2 separate regions of the Sus scrofa genome follow, and region 1 is linked to region 2. The links are chromatin contacts, called in public HiChIP or PLAC-seq maps. All regions are on one chromosome and are shown on one strand. Each heading gives the region's core, a stretch centred on a gene start, on an enhancer-like site or on the middle of the called end of the contact. The rest is flanking DNA. Distances are from core to core; before and after follow the strand shown.

Region 1 (5,146 bases), core at 1,837-4,336, 280 kb before region 2:
CAAACCCCCTCGAAATCCAAGGAAATGCCCTTCATTTGTATTCACTCCAGGAGGGAGCCCGGCTCCGCTACACGGCGCTGCTCGAAGTTAACGACCAGGGGACATTAATAGGACGTGAAAATGGCAACACTTCTCGAGGCAAGAACAAAACCCCGTGCTCCACCGAACAGCTCTCTGCTCTGCTGGGAGCCAATTAAACGCGCCCCGCCGCCCGCTCCTCTCTGCATAAGCAGATTAAAACCTCCGTGGCGCAGATGGTATTGTCGCGATCGGGCACAGATGTGACAGCAGAGCACGTGGCTGCGCCCGCGTGAGAAAGATACCACCAGGACCGGCCCTTCGAACAGCACGAGGGTGACCGGCTGCCGAGGTGGCCTGGATGGGGAGCTGGGGGGCTCTCTGCCCAGCACCCGAGGTCAGGGTCATGGGTGGGGGGGAATAGGACTTGGGTGGCTTTTATTAAGGAAAACCTGGAAAAGTATTTCCTTGTGCAGGGATCTTGTTGGAACGAGAGAAACTCAATGACAAAGCAGGCGTCTTTTTCTCAGTTCTGGAATTGGCCCTGACTGCTTTGCGGAGGTGTGTGCCAAGCCCCAAGGACCTCAAGGACTCACCTGCCAGCAGTCCCGTGGGACTGGGCTCCTGCCTGCCCCTGGCCCTTTGCCCTCCACTACGGCGCTGGCCTCTGAAGGGCACTCGATGGGCTCTCTTGAGCCCTGCGTTTCCTGGGCGGGTTATTTGGACAGCGCCGGTCCTTGAACTCCTCCTTCCTCTTCCTGTCATAAATCAAAGCCACCTGACACTTGTGCCCGACTCTCCACGCACAGGTCCCCTTTCTTTTTTTGGCCAGATCAGGAGAAAAGCCAGGGTGTAGGGGGCGGATGGCAGGGGCTTGTTTTTCTTGGTCCAATGCCTGGGAGTGGGTGTCTCTGAGGCGCCTGGGGGGAGAGACAGTCGCTTGAAAACGAGCCGGCCTGGGTGTGGGAAGAATCGCTCTTTTGTTCCCTGTCCGTCCGGGGAGCAGAGGTGCTCGGTGGAGGAGCAGCCGTGGGGGCCGCTTGGGGTGGGGAAACGGGGGTGCTCCCCCCTTCGCTGTTCCCACTCAGGGCCTTGTGTGCGCAGGGCCTTTCTTCCCACGGAAAAGGTCCCCGTCGCAACTCGTTCAGACCAGCAAACCGAGAGCGCTTCGCACGGAGCACGAGTGGGGGCCTGGCGTGAACGGAAGCTCTTGCGCAAGAGGCTGGTGGGTTTGCGATGCTGAGAAAGCTAATGCACGAGCCTGTGTTCCTGCTGGGAAGACGGATTCGTGTGCCGTCGCACGGGTTCGGGGGCCCTGACGTGGCATATGGCTCTTCAAGGGGGAGAGATGGCTCGCCTGAGGCTGCAGGGCCTCCCCCAGGCTTCCAGGACCAAGAACTGCCCTGGGCCAGCCGCTCCGCGACGCCCCTCTTGTTCTGGAGGGGACGCCTTATTTCCTCCGTCTCCATCACTCTTCGGTTTTCTCACGGAAGCATCTGCCTGAAGAAAGCATTGAATGGGAGACTCCCTCCTCTAGCCTGACCTGTGATAAACTCACTGCTTCGCCACGCACGCTATTATTTCAGGCTCTGCTGCACCACAGTTGGGTCACAATTTTGTATGGATCCCAGTAGGTCCAAGGCTGCGTTCTGAATGCTGAGGCTAAACCAGTCCTTGAATTCCTTTGAGACAATGACCTTCAGCGTTCATTCAAACCCTGGCTGCCATGGGTGTCGTTCTTTGGCTTGTCCAAAACTAAAGACAGCCATATCCTGCAGCAGTGTTTGCAAACATTCTCTTCAACCCGTCACCTTAAGACATCAATCTCTAGGAGCAGGAATCGGATGGAAAATATGCTTCCACGTGGCTCAAAAAAAAGATGAAGGGTCATTGTTATGACAAATGGAAATTATAGAGTTTCTTACAAAAAAAACCCAAAAAACCCAAAGCAGCCTCAACCGTAAAGTCTCTACCACCTGTCCATAGCGTTTCAGACGTTAATTATGCTCCCTTTGTTTTCCTTATTCACTTTTTCTTGACAAGCAATCATAGATTGCCACTGCCAGCTCCCTGCAGCCAGACCTGAAGCCTTGTCAGCAAAAAGAAAAGGCCAGAATTCCCACCTGTGATCTGCTGAAGCCCAGACTCCAAGTGTTAGAGAGACTGTCTTTTTCCAAAGCACAGGTTGTGCGAGGGAGTCGGGAGATGGGAGACTGTGACACTGGTTCAGAAGCCTGGGATGTTCCGCCTACAGATGGGCCAGACATTTCACCGACACCCAGAATGATGACACAGTGTCCGGAATGGCAATGACATGCTGACCCAGAGAGCCCAGCAGACGTGGCCGACTTCCTCTCCCTGCCTTCCGTTCCCTGTCCTTGCTGAAGCCTCCTGCCTGTGCTGGAGCCCGACGGGCTCACGGCCGGGAGCGCCGAGAGGCAACTCTTCTGCAGGGTCAGCCTGACGGCGACACACTCCAGCGAGAGTCGGCCGTCTCTGCAGCACTAGCCCAGGGCTGGGCCTGAGTGGAATCTTTCTCTTGAGCCCAATGCGGAGCCGGGCCCCGCAGGGCCGACCTGCCAGCCCCTGTGTCACCGTGTGACTGAGTGACAAGTGCCATGTGGCATCTCCACGGAGCTGACAGAGTGCAACTCAATCCTGTCCACCCTGCTCCCCCGAGAGGGCTTGTGTGTGACACCCTGACCTCAATTTAAAGATAGGACAACCGAGACAGCCCCAGCTACATATCAGGCGTCACACGGAGTGACAGGTGCTCCTGCTAGAAACCTTAGTCACGTGGCTATGAACGCGCTTGATCCAGGCGAGGAGAAAGGCATCCGAGGAACGCGCTCTTCTCTGCGCACCTCTCCCGGCGGCAAAGTCTGTTTAGTCTCCTTCTCAAAAGAACTGGGAACTACACTGCAACCTCTGAAGGATCCGAACTACATTTGAATGTGTAAAATAAACCCCCCAAAGCCCCAAGCAGGCGCGCGTGCGCACACACACGCTGGGATTCACACATCTGAGCCTGGAGGCTTCCCGTGCAAGGAGCCAAGTGTGGGACGGAGGACTGACTTTGGAGCCCCTTCTCCAGCTGGGCTTGGTTCCCGGGGGAAGCCAAGTGGTGAGGGTGCCCAACGGAGCTCAGTGTGGAGCTTTCCCCGCGGCCGCTCTGCACCTAGGCCGGCACCCTTCCGCGGGTGCGGGGAAGACCCCGCCCGGCTTCGCTGGGTTGACCGCAGGAGCACGTGTCGCTGTGACGGCTGCATGACCCTCACCCCCGACCACTCATCCTGCGGGTGCTCCGGTGTCTCACGTGTCCTACAGCTCGGGGAGGGGGGCCCTGCACTTCCCTGCCTTGGTCTGTGGGCCCCGGAGCCTCCCTGGGTCCGGGTGACCTCGGGAGTGAGGGGTTCCTGTCCTCAGGCAGCGCACATCACGCCCCAAGTCATCCCCACGCCCCGGAAGACGCGGGTGTTCCCAGGGGCAGCGGGGTCGGGAGGACGCCGAAGGCCTGCTGTTTTCCTTCTTCGTACAGCCGGGCCCTCCCCGGAGGAAATGGGCGGTGGGAGCCGGCCACGGCTGCCCAGAAGCACGTGCGTTCAAGCGGCCAAGAATCGGGGGTGGCGACCGCAGCGGGAGCAGAGGGCCTGCGGCAGGTGCTGCCCTCCCGCCGGCAGGCAGCCGCGTTCCCTCGAGCTTGGACCGCGGGGCTCCGCCCTGGGGAGTCGGCGAGGCAGCGCCCCCGTCGCCGTCTTGGATTCAGGGCCCCTGTGTCCGGAGAGCCGCCGGCCTCCAGCGCTGACGGGGGAGGAGGGAACACCGGTCAAGGTCAGAGAGGCCGTGGCCTCCAAGAGCGTGGCGCTCTGTTCCCGGGGAACCGCGCGTCCAAGGTCGCCGTGGGCTGAGGGCGAGGCTGTCTGGGCGTCCGGTTTGACTCGAAGGTTTCTGCGGGGAGGTGTGCGGGAAAGCGCCCTCCTTTGCGGCTGTGGCTCCAGCTTCCTCGCCCGTGTCCCCTCCCCGCCCTCGGGCCCTCGCCACCCACCTGGTCACTCCTCCTCACATCCCAGGGGGACACAGGGTCAGGGCTGTGCCTTCGTGGGGAGACATGCTGCAGATTCACTCCGGATCCGAAACGTGTGCTCAGCTCCTGGGCCAACAAGCCTGGGTTCTAATTGAAGCGGGAGCCCAGGTCCCAGGGCCTGGGGGCCAGAAATGCGAGCCTGACGTGCAGGCTTCCCTTGTCAGAAAGGGACAGAGACGCAGGAGGGCCATGCGGCTCCAGGCAGAGGCGAGGGGATTTCTCGCGTCCGTGTCCCTCTGGGGGCTGCAGAAGGAGGAGGAGGAGGGTGTGCGTCTGGGGGGTCCCCGCAGCTGCCACGCACCAAGCGCAGGGCCGGCCTGTGTGTGGGGGGGGGTCTGAGGGCGGGGCGCCGGGCCAGGAGGCACCTGACCAGGGCGCAGGGTGCAGGGGACAGTGGGGACACCATGTGCCCCCCCCAAGCAGGGAATGTGACTGAGCGGTTCACAGAATCGTTCTCAGGCCTACCACCCAGATACCTATTTTTGTGATTTCACTGCAATCAAGTTTATGCCAATTCATACAAACAAAGCGGGAATCAAAGCGAACCAGCAGCCCGCCTCGCGGGCCGTGTGCGTGCTGCCCGCGGACTCCCATCTGTGATCAGCAACCAGGAAGCCTGCGCGCCCCGCTCCGGTCCCCGGGCTGCGTTTCTCACGCGCCATAAAACTCTTCTCTTTCTCCCAGAACCACGGGGACTGATGTTTAAATGTGGGTGAAACGGCGTGTTTTTAATTTCACGCCTCGCAGAGCACAGTCGAACGCTTCGTAACAACAGAAACCAGGGTCGGGCCAAGCGCGGCGGCAGCGCGGATGGGACAGGGCCTCCCCTGCGGGGCGCGTCCAGGCTGGCGAGGGAGCAGATGACCAACAGAGGGGGGGGCTACGGCCTCGGGATGTGTTTTCCGGTGCTTGGGCTGCAGACACCGGGCTCCTCTGACAAAGGCGGGGTAACCAAACTGCCTCGCATTCAGGACCCCGGGCGCCGCGTCTCACTTCTTCCTGGACTTGCGCTTGGTGGTGTCGTAGGCGCGGACGATGGCCTCC
Region 2 (5,288 bases), core at 1,800-4,299:
TTGGTTGGTTGGTTAGTTGGTTGGTTTTTTGGCCACCTGAGGCATATGGAGTTCCCAGGCCAGGGATCAGATCTGAGCCTCAGTCACCACCGAGGCCACACCTGTGGCAATGCCGGATCCTTCACCCACTACCCTGGGCCAGGGATCGAACCTGGGTCCCACTGCTCCCAAGACACTGCCAATCCCATTGCACCTCAGCAGGAGCTCCTTCATACAGCAGTTTTGTTATGAAGAATGAGCTACTCAGTGTAACATGCTTGGCACATAATGAGCAACCAGTAAAATGCATTCCTCGTCTCACTGCTATTTATTCTTTAAGTGCTTCCTACAACCCGGAAAACACACATCCTTGCCACTTCAGGCCCTGAACAAGTGCCATCAGCGACAACGCCTCCTTTGTCCATGTAACAACAGAAGAGCTGCCAGACTAACAGTCTAAGCACAAAAGGTAAATTGCCTTTGAATAAAAGTCAAAATAAAAGACACTTCATACTTCTTACTCTTGGTCACCAGGACAAGTTGCGTAATCCTGAATCTCAAACAAAACATCTGTTTACTTTACCTGTGTAAACAGCTCCTTAGAATCTGGGTAGAGAAGAAAATCCCACCCACCTAGGAAGCCCCAGTGTCACCAGGGGCGCTGTCACCAGGGAACACAGCCGGGTCTGGCCAGCTCCAGAGGGTGTGCCTGGCAGTGTCCACGCACAGTGGACAGAAAACCCTCCTGGGAAACCTCTCAGCAAAGTGATGAGGCAGGGTTTGCAGATTTGGTCCAGAGACAGCGAGCGGGGGCCGTGGTGGTGACACAGTCTAGCCCAGAGTCCTTCACTCCACTGGCCCCCCCTGGACTGATGGAGGCGAAGGCTGAAGGCACTAACCCTGCACATTCTGAGATGTGCAGACCTTGCCCGTGGCTTTCCTTTAAGGTGGCAAAACCCAAGTGGAGACGCACGGACATCATCCTAGGAAGGGGGCCTTCCCCACTTGGGCTTCTTTCCGGAGCATGCGTGTGACGGACGGGACATGGATGGCCCTGCTTCCCAACTACTGGCAGCTGACCATGGATGGGTGTGAGGGGCTCAGGCATGGTGGCGGAGGGGTGCCACCGGAAGAAACCTGAGCACAGGGACAACGAAGGGCAGCAGCTTGCCGAGAAAACTAGGTTCCTGACGTCACCGAGGCTGTTGCCGCAGAATCCCATCCCGCCCCTCCCTCGAGCGGAAACCAACTGTTCATATCTAAATTTCAGGAGGAAGCTGCAGAGAGAAAAACAAGAACTGGTTAGAGCCAACTAGGCCCAAGATGGTGTGGCCCCAAAATGTCGTCTGCTTATCAGTAAATAAAGCATGTGGTGGCCATCAAGCCATCAGTCAGGGCAGCCACCCCGCCACCTGTGTACCCTGAGGGGACTCAGGATGCACACAAGCAGGACACCGGCCTTAGAGCGCTGAGGTGCACAGCCAAGGGATGATTTCAAGGAGCCCAGACTCTTTGCCTCTTCTCATACACAGAAAACTGCTCAAGTCATTCACTTGTGGTGTCTGGTGTTCTTTAATGAATGGTGATCTTTTGATGTTCCAACCACCTGGTTTTTCTTGCAGAAACTCCTATATGTCCTGGCTCCCCCCAACCTCTTTGGAGCAGCCTCTCAGAGCCGTCTGAGGAGCTGCTTCCTGGGCTCAAGTCCTCAGAAAGTCCACCAAATAAAATATTTCTCAACTTTTAGGTTGCACTTTTTTTTTTTTTTTAAGTCGAAATGGTGGAATAGGTTTCACTAGCCTTGGAGCCTCTTATTTGCTCGCTGTAAGACATCAGCATACTAAATGACACGCCCACCAGCACCCTGACAGCTGACAACTGCCATGACAACAGCCAGCCGAGCCCACACAAGGACTAGAAAGGGCAGCTGCATCGGTTCTGGTGACAAGCTCAGCCCTGCGCCCAGATAAGTCACAAACATTCCTCCCACTCTTCCCAAATCCCTCCCTTTTACTCCCAACCACCGATAAAGACGGTGTCCCCGCCCCAACTGGGTTGAGAAGTTGATGTGCCAACGAAGCTCCCTCTTCTCCATTCTTTGGCCATCGGACAAATCTTCATTATTGGCTGTGCAAATCTGAGCAGCAAAAGAACCTCCCTGGTCAAGACAGGGAGTCTTAGACCAGATGAGAACCCAGGCCGGGACCCGTGGACAAATCTCTTACATCAAGACACATGCAATCTCCACCTCGCCTCCCCCTCAACAAACATGTAAGGAGGACCTGAAAGGGAGCTGGAGCTCTAACAGCTCCTGGGGGGACAGGGTAGCTCGCGTGGCTGTGCTTCCTGCAAGCCTTTCCCACGGCATACAGCCCGCGGGGCCTGGGAACGTGGGTGATACTAAGCTGAAACAATTTCAAGGTGGACCAAAAAAGGTGCTACGGACTGAATGCTCATGTCCCTCCAACGTCACATGTCAAAACCCCAATCCCCAAGGACTCCGGAGATGGGGCCTCTGGGGGTCATTAGGTCACAAGGGTGGAGCCCTTGCAACAAGATGAGTGCCGTTGTAGGAGGTACAGGAAGAGACTGGAGAGCTTTTTCTCCCTTCTTCCCTCCCCCCTCAACCCTAATCTGCCCTCTGGCCACACGAGGACACAGCAGGAACAAACCAGCAAGAGTGCCGTCATTAGACCCTGGATCGGCCAGCATCTCCATCCTGGGCTTCTAGGCTTCCTGACCAGGAGTACATTCCTGTGGTTTACGCCACACAGTCGATGGCTCTTTTGCTACAGCAGCCTGAGCCGACGAGCTCACTGGTGATGGCGCGTTCTTCTAGGCATAGCGGGCACGGAGACAAATGGCGTGTCTGCAGCCACAGCACCATGGGGACCCACAGTTCCCGCATATGCCACCACCTATCATGTTTACTGTCTGGAACGAGCCTTCTACGCCCTGTGGTAACTGCAGTGGCAGAACATGCAACACGGCAGACCTGGCCTTGAATACACAGAGAGGTGGTGAGCAGGGCAAGGTGCTGCCCATGGGAGAAATGACCCATCGACTGTGCTGAACGGCACCCTGTGGGAACACGGCGGCCACGCGGCACCTGCCGTCCCTAAAGCACACAACGCCAGTCAAAGAAATCCCAGATTTATATTCCATGGCCTGGGCGGTTTCTCCAACCCTGGGCATTTCTCAGCCTCGGCATTTGCTCGGCACATAAACAAATACACGGTTTCTCATACATACAAAGGGTTCAATTAAGCAGTTGAGTCAAACCTATCACAATCAGCCAGACCAGACGTGGTTCCGGGAGTTCCTACTCTGCTCGAAGCTGCCTGCCCCCTAAGTCGTCTAATACAATCCGGGTGGCCAATACCAACCCACGCAAACAGAGATGAAATCATGAAAACCTAATATCCTCCTTACAGGCAGATCACAGACATCACCACATCATACCCCGGCCTGCTCTGGCTCAGAGCTGTATTTGGCTGGAATTACACTCAACTGGAAATTCGATGAAGGCAGACGCTCCTCTTGCCAGCCTCTGATCGTGCGAGCCCGGAGCAGGTGCGGAATAAATGTGCTGACTCCACGAATACATCCATGTGTCTACGCCAAACCTTCACGGTACTATCTTGAAGAGATTATTTCTGGCTCCTGCAGGCATCGGTGTGACCCCCGGTGAGCTGTCCAGCCTTCCCGGAACAGCTTACACGCCGTTTTCCTTTAAAGTGACCTGTTCTGGACTCTCCCGCCCCATGAATCCTGGTCTTTGTGCCTTCGAGGTCCTGGACGCCTAACCACCCCCCCTCACCTGAACCATCTCCTCCATCTTTCACTGCACCTGCTTGGCATCCCACCTGTGCCCCTGGGATGAAAACTTCTCCATGACAACTAGACCCTCCAGAACCATCCGTCCCCCCCTGACTTGTCCCCAGCCTCCGCTTCGGTTTTTATTCCTAGGCTTTCAGTGCCCACTCAGCAATAATCTTTGATCAAACCCAGACTAGCTCAGCTCACCACACATGTGTGGCAGAATATAGGTCCCTTCTGTGCCGTTCTGGAGCAAGCCAATCGGAGGTATTACTATCACAAACAGTTCCTTATTCTCAAATGGACTATGATTCAAAAGTCTATTTGTAAGTTAGTTAGGGCACTTAGAATCTATTTTCCCAAAGGAACGATGTTACAAATTGTGGTTGGATCCCACGGCCTGTTAATGCCTATTTAGCCTCGTTGCTAAAATTTATATGGCAGCCTCTCATTTTAATAAAAAACCAATTACGGAACGTTGCAATGGACGTGGCTGTTCCAAAAGGCACAGGGAGTTGGAGCTGGGGTTCTGTTCCCTGAAAGATACGGAACTTTCCAAAATTCTTAATTAGAACTTGCCTTTTGGCATGAATATTAAAAAATATATTTCCAGCTTTTCAGACATGTTCTCCACTGTTAGTTTCCCTCACAATTAAAGACACACATGACTTAAAGCTCCAAGCGGCAACTCTGAAAAGACTGGTCCCCAAGCCTCGCCAGACGCTTTTCTCCAGACTCGACGCGTCGTGCGGTGAACCCCACGCTTCTTATCTGTCAGGTCAGCGCTTGCCCCTGCCTTTCCGGGTTTTTACGTAAGATTCTATAAACCTCACACGCAGTGCTGCTCTGTGATCTCCGGAAACGGCTGTCTCCCCGCTGATCCACAGGTCAGAGGTTCGTCCAGTGGGCCCTGGGCACAGCTGAAGCACACCTGTTCAGCCCATGAGCAGATGGGGTCCGAAAGACGCTTCTACTGTTAATCGCTCTGGGTGTAATGAACAAACCACGGAAGATAAATGTGTCTAGAACCTGCATGTGTTTCTACCCAAGTGCAGATCGTGGGATCCTTGCCTCAGATGCGACAGATCCCAGCAGCGCTGAACCCTGTGGAGGCAGGTGACACCCCCTTCCCAAGCTCGGCTGGGTCACAAGGCATTTCTGAGACGTCTTGGTAGCAGCAGCTGCCTCGGCTCCCCACGTCCCGCTTTGATGTTCTGCAAATTCCAATGGGCTCATAGATGCTGATGTTGAAAGCCAGGCTGGCTCGAGTTTCAGGAGCAGCAACTCAACCAAATCTCACTCAGCCTTCAAGTCTGAGCGCTAACCGCCTTCTCCTGAGTTGACCTTGGGTTAGTGAGCCTCTCAGGGTCGCGCTCATCCTGCAGACCACGGGTTCAAGACAAGGGGCGTCTGTTAAATGTGTCAGGTTTCAAAGACTTCCTATAATACAAATAATTTCAAGTGAGCTGAGAGGAGGAGTTCCCTGGTGG

The links. HiChIP or PLAC-seq counts read pairs in DNA pulled down with a chosen protein or histone mark.
Region 1: an H3K27ac HiChIP or PLAC-seq map of skeletal muscle shows a contact between it and region 2. The contact joins two enhancer-like sites. A contact is called at or near these places in 1 of 47 Hi-C or Micro-C datasets (skeletal muscle) and 1 of 2 datasets of contacts at active chromatin or transcription factors (skeletal muscle).

The regions. Positions count from the first base shown.
Region 1 is chr11:3,788,646-3,793,791 of Sscrofa11.1, reverse strand. LOC100523747 (phospholipid-transporting ATPase IB) reads right to left here. Exons shown (of 37, transcript XM_021065485.1): 37 at 1-5,146. The coding sequence ends at 5,092. Among named protein-coding and RNA genes, the nearest start is that of SHISA2, 21 kb to the left of the region's middle. Within about 2 kb of position 3,086, at least 4 of the 83 cell types and tissues checked have an H3K27ac peak or open chromatin away from gene starts, as enhancers often do. A contact at or near this core is called in skeletal muscle, where this site is marked.
Region 2 is chr11:3,506,587-3,511,874 of Sscrofa11.1, reverse strand. The region is part of intron 24 of LOC100523747 (phospholipid-transporting ATPase IB); the gene reads right to left. Among named protein-coding and RNA genes, the nearest start is that of NUP58, 280 kb to the right of the region's middle. Within about 2 kb of position 3,049, at least 3 of the 83 cell types and tissues checked have an H3K27ac peak or open chromatin away from gene starts, as enhancers often do. A contact at or near this core is called in skeletal muscle, where this site is marked.